2 separate regions of the Mus musculus genome follow, and region 1 is linked to region 2. The links are chromatin contacts, called in public promoter capture Hi-C maps. All regions are on one chromosome and are shown on one strand. The core of a region is the stretch at or near the end of the contact, and the rest is flanking DNA. Distances in the headings are between cores, read along the strand shown. Region 1 holds the start of Zc3h13 (zinc finger CCCH type containing 13). Region 2 holds the start of Med4 (mediator complex subunit 4).

Region 1 (2,700 bases), core at 58-2,557, 1.8 Mb after region 2:
TATTGTTGAGTTCTGGGCAACATGTGTTTTCTTTCTTAACATGGTTTCTTTTAGATGACTACAACTTTCAGATAAGAAATTTAGGTAACATCCAGAAGGAAGCTATTTTCGTTTCTACAATGAAATAAAGTGTTTGTTGCTATGAAATAAATATATTTTGTGTCTCTTTTAGATCTAGCTCCTGGAGGTTCTGACGATTGGATCTATGATTTGGGCATCAAATATTCGTTTACAATTGAGCTCCGAGATACAGGCAGATACGGATTCTTGCTGCCTGAGAGATACATCAAACCCACTTGTGCAGAAGCTTTGGCCGCCATCTCTAAAATAGTTTGGCATGTCATCAGGAACACTTAATGCCCTAACCTCCGCTCTCATTATTTTTATTTTATTGATTTCAGCAACACTTAACTGTTGCATTAGCTTCTAAGTTGAATCAGTTTCCTTGGTTTTGTTGAAGAATAAAAAGCACACTACTTTGAGCTTAAGAGTGAAAATGGCCCCCTGTGTATTTTAACATTTTTATTTTTATTATTTTTATTCTAAGAGGTTAGCTACTGGTCCCACCCCACCGTCCCTTGATTTATGATGAACAGCTATCTTAAGCAGTTTTAAGATGTACTGTGTGTGTGGTGGGGCGTGAGGGTGTGAGTTTAAGCACCAGGTTTATGCTGGACCCCCATCAGAGGCCAGAAGAAAATGGGGAACCGCTGTTACTGAAGGTTACAGAAGGTGGTCAGCAGTCACGTGGGGGATGGGAGTCAAACCTGGTCTCTGAAAGAGCTGCAACCGCTTTTAACGGCTGGAGCCATCTCTCCAGCTCCTCCTAAGCAACTTTTACCCTAAATCTACGGAGATCATTGGATCCAAGCAGGAAAAGCAAAGGCACTCTGTAGCACCTCAAGGGTTTGCACCCTAAAATTTTAATCAGTCTCTGCTCTTGTTCTTGAAAACGCAATCCGTGCATTTCTGCTCCAGCTTCAGGCCCAGGCGGGGGACGGGCGGTTGTCAAAATCTGCAGCTTCGAAACGCACCAGGCTGGTGGTTACTGCCGAAACAAAGTAGCACTTTATGCGATGGAAAACGGTGAAAACCAGAATCTCAGTCAACTGAGAATCTCCGTCCTCCCACGCTGACTCCGTGTCCCCAGACCTTAGTAAACAGGCGTCAGGAACACACTCCGCACTGCCCTCGCGTCGGACGCGAGGGGGCGTGGTCTGAGAGGGGCGGGGCTTACTCGATGACGACTAATCTGGGGGCCGGAAGCTGCCTTGCCTGCGGAGGAGTCGGGCAAACTCGCGACTTCCGTCGGCTTTTAGATGCTGCCAGTGTAGCGGCCAGGCAGAGTTGTGGTCTTAGCGTTGCTCTGCAGTGGCTTCTGTGCGTCTCTCGTCTCGTGTCCGGAGCTCTCCAGAGCTGGGAGAAGATCCGGGCGGCTCCGCTGCTCCCTGTTCCCGGCGTCCGCCCCGCTTGAGGAGGGCCGGCCCCTGGGAGCCGCGCGTGCACGTCCTCTTGGTCGTCCTCCCGGGGCCGGGCGCGGGGACAGCCGGAGCTGAGGCGTCAGGGACGTCCTGAAGACTGCGCTTACAAGGGTGCTTGGAGAGGAGGTAAGCGTTCGGGGAGCGGATGGGAAGAGGCGTTGGACCCGGCTCGTGTGGGCGTCCTGCGCTGTGGCCTCCATCCTCGCTCGCCTTGTTCTGTGCTGCTTGTGTTTCTGAACGCTGTTTGAGCATCCCACCCTTGACTCTGCAGAGGCTCTTGGTGTTAGATCTGGCTGTTGCTCCAGTTGTGATTCTGCAGTCTGTGTCAGGAAGCAGGCGGACTCGGATACCGTGGTGTGGTGGTCGCATTTGTGTGTGGTGAAAGGATGCAGCAGTTGTGTTTCTTGGATTTAGAGTTGCCTTCTTCACGTATTCCAGATCTATTGAAGAAAGGAGAGTCCTTTTGATTGTTCCTGGTCTTGCTTATTTCCCGGCTGCAGTAAATACTATTGGGAGTGTAGGAGTACTGTTTTATCTTTATACTCCCAGGCAACGGGAAGCTGGAACGAAAGGAGAAGATATATCTGGCAGTATCACTTGCTAAGCAGGTTGACATTTATGTGGCTGGAAAAGTATTCAGAGTTGAAGAAAATACTTGGATGATATTGGTAGGATCTTGCTTGTGAGAGGCAGTATCTTAAGTTAATTCGTTTTATTAGGAGTCTTCAGATAATTTGAACTCTTTCAGTTATGGGCGTGCACAGTCTCTCCTGGTTTGTGAATTTCAAAAAAAAATAATTTGAAAAGGTTGGACCTTTAAGTTTGGCATTTAAGGGTTTAAAAGTCTGTGATATGTTTATTTAGTTAGTCCAGATCACTATGCGGCTCTGCCTATATGCTTAGTTTTGCTATGTAGTACTTAACATTACTAGCTTTAGAATCCAAACAACAATATTTCGCAACACAGACGTATAAATTTTTAAATAACCTCCAACTTCTTAGTTAGATTATATCAGATGACAGTTTCATCTGGAGACTTAGCAAGCTGATGTAGGAATGTCACAATTTCTGTGCAAACGGTTGTGCCCTGAAACTTGAGTTTCAGTGTGAGCATCTGGTAGGATGTAGTTGATACCAACACATAGGGGGTGACTCAGATACCTAAATGTGCAGAAACTCAAATCCCTTCTGGAAAACGATGTTTTATATGCCTTCAATC
Region 2 (2,700 bases), core at 196-2,695:
ACCTTTGGAAGAGCAGTTAGTGCTCTTAACCTCTGAGCCATCTCTCTAGCCCTACACTATTTTCTTGAATGACAGTTTACACTATTGATTCATTCATTTCAACAGTCACCTTGAATAAAGAGCAGAGCAGTTTGTTGGAAGATATACAGGCCTAAAGATGAGTTCCGAAAACCAAGAAGGTAACCCAGCTAAATGCCATCTGATAGGGGGTACGGTTAGCACATACAGGAAGTATTATTCAGACTTCAAGGGAGGGGTATTCTGGCACCTATTCCAATGTACATGAACCATGATAGCATTATGCTAAATGAATCAGCCTGCTATAGGGGCTCAGCATTCAGTAGGCTGTAATGAGAAAGTGAGTTCCTTCTTAGTTTAGGACTAGTTTACACAACAAGATTCGGTCTGAAAAGAAGGAAAGAAAGAAAGAAAGAAAGAAAGAAAGAAAGAAAGAAAGCAAGCCAACCAAACAAAGCCCAAATCCCCCAAAACCAAAAAATAATAACAAGCAAACCCCCAAGCCCCAAACTAGAACATGTGATTCTACTCATTCAAAATGCATAGAATAGCCAGACAAACAGAAAGTACAGTGTGGTTTTCAGGAACGGGAAGTCAGACCTTCATGAGCACACCTTTTTTACATTTTACAAGTTGAAGAGTTTTGGGGATGTTATTTAGCCGCAATTTTTTGTTTGTTTGTTTTGTTTTGAGACGAGGTTTCTCTGTGTAACCCTGGCTGTCCTGGAAGTCACTCTGTGACCAGGCTAGTCTCTAACTCAGGAGATCTGCCTGCCTCTGCTTCCTTGAGTGTTGGGATTAAAGGCATGCCTCACAACTGCCTTGCTTAACAGCAATTTAGTGGCAGTGAACCCTACACATACAATGGTTAAGATACTGAATTTTAGTAGCGGGGCATGGTGGTACACCCCTTTAACCCCAGGACTCGAGATGCAGGCAGATCTCTTGAGTTCGAGACCAGCCTGGTCTATAGGCCAATTATATGTATTTTGCTACCAAACAACGGAATGGGGAGGGAAGAAAAGATTTTACTTCCTGCTCTAAGTTTACTACAACTTCACGAGAGACCAAACTTGATGGCTGGGATTTTATCGGAATACAGACAAAATAGAAGTTAATAATTATGTAATTTCCCCAGTTTAAAAAAAAAATCTTTTGTTAGAAGCCTTCCACTGATGCTGAGGAAATAAAACCCAGGAGACTGGGAACTGCATCTCTCATCCTGGGTCCGGTTGGAGCATGTCAGATTGGAACGAGTCACAAGCCCTCCTTTGCCCTGTAGATGGCGCTAGAACTGTAGTGCACCTCCAGGCACATAGGCGGCGCTCTAGCCGGACCTCTCCGTCCCGACCTCTATTACTCTTCTTTCCTTCTTCCGGTTCCGCCCCTCCTGTGGCTAGCTCACACTGCGCATGCGACGGCTGGTGGTCAGCGGGGCGATGGCGGCTTCTTCAAGTGGTGAGAAGGAAAAGGAGCGGATGGGAGGCGTTTCGGGAATGGCCGGCCTTGGCAGTACGCGAGAGCGGCTTCTGTCTGCGCTGGAAGATCTGGAGGTCTTGTCGAGGTAACCGCGGCCCGGGAGCCTGCTCCGGCCGGCTCGGCTGTGGGCGCTGACTTGGGTAGGCGGGCTTGGGAGGCTCCGTTGGACGTGGGGTCTAGGGCCTTCGGGGGCTTTGGGCCGCATTTCCCCGCCAAGGGGACATCTCAGTCACATGACCTGGAAACCAAGGCAGTCAAAACTTTAGTAGCCGGTAAGAGGGGCAGATCCGAGCCCCCTCAGTCATTGACACGCAACAGACATTTAAAAGCACGCTTCCCCCCAGTAGTCAAGGGGAGGCTAGATGCCAACACGAAGGAGCCCAGGGTGACAGGAGAGACAAATGTGTTAAAACGCTATGGACCAGATTTCTAAGGGTTGAGCCGCAGCCTCCTGCAGTCCACCGATGGGATTCCTATTCTGGTGGTAGCAGGGCACACGTCCCCAAGAAATGGGCTGCTAGTCAAATCAGATTTGTTAGGCGTCTGATAGATAGCCCATCATCTGAAAAAGCCTGGAAACATCAGGCAGGGCACAGTGGGGTTGGCTGGTGTGTGGCCGAGATAGAGTAAATTGGATGTCACACTCCACATCGTCGTGATAGTCTTAAATCTATCAGTTGAAGTCTTATCAAGGGAAGGCAGCCATGGCCACCGTCTTACAAGAAAACATAATTTACACAAATGGCAGCACTATTGGCCTACAGACCTACATAGTTGAGTCAGGAGGTTTTCTTGTAAATCACAGCTGAGTCTTTATCACGTGCAGTTAGCCAGCGAATGCTGAAGTGTTTGTAGTCACCATGAGAGTCCAGCATGTTAGGAGGACCATAAACCCAACAATCGGTTGGGGCAGGGAGCAATTTAAACAGTTTCTTTTGTGTTTCTACTGTGTTATGAAAAGGTTTCACTAGATATCTGAGGCTGGTCTGAGTCCTCCCAAACACTGAGTTTACAGGCAAGTATCACCATACCGTGATGGGTGTTTTTCTTTTAGGGAACTCATAGAAATGCTTGCAATTTCAAGAAATCAGAAGCTATTACAGCTGGAAGAGGAAAACCAGGTAAACTTTTTGTTGTTGTTTGTTTGTTTTTTATTAAAAAGTTATTAATGCCGGGCAGTGGTGGCTCGCACCTTCAATCCCA

The links. Promoter capture Hi-C pulls out the DNA fragments that hold promoters and counts their contacts.
Region 1: a promoter capture Hi-C map of liver shows a contact between it and region 2, with 2.9 times the contacts expected there. The contact joins the promoter of Zc3h13 here to the promoter of Med4 in region 2. A contact is called at or near these places in 2 of 39 promoter capture datasets (hippocampal neurons and liver) and 1 of 484 Hi-C or Micro-C datasets (B cells).

Annotation. Positions count from the first base shown.
Region 1 is chr14:75,283,059-75,285,758 of GRCm38.p6, forward strand. Zc3h13 (zinc finger CCCH type containing 13) reads left to right here and starts at 1,308. Exons shown (of 19, transcript NM_001359875.1): 1 at 1,308-1,607. Cpb2 (carboxypeptidase B2 (plasma)) reads left to right here. Exons shown (of 11, transcript NM_019775.3): 11 at 173-497. The coding sequence ends at 357.
Region 2 is chr14:73,508,604-73,511,303 of GRCm38.p6, forward strand. It overlaps Med4 (mediator complex subunit 4), which reads left to right and starts at 1,446. Exons shown (of 7, transcript NM_026119.3): 1 at 1,446-1,582; 2 at 2,552-2,618. The coding sequence starts at 1,458.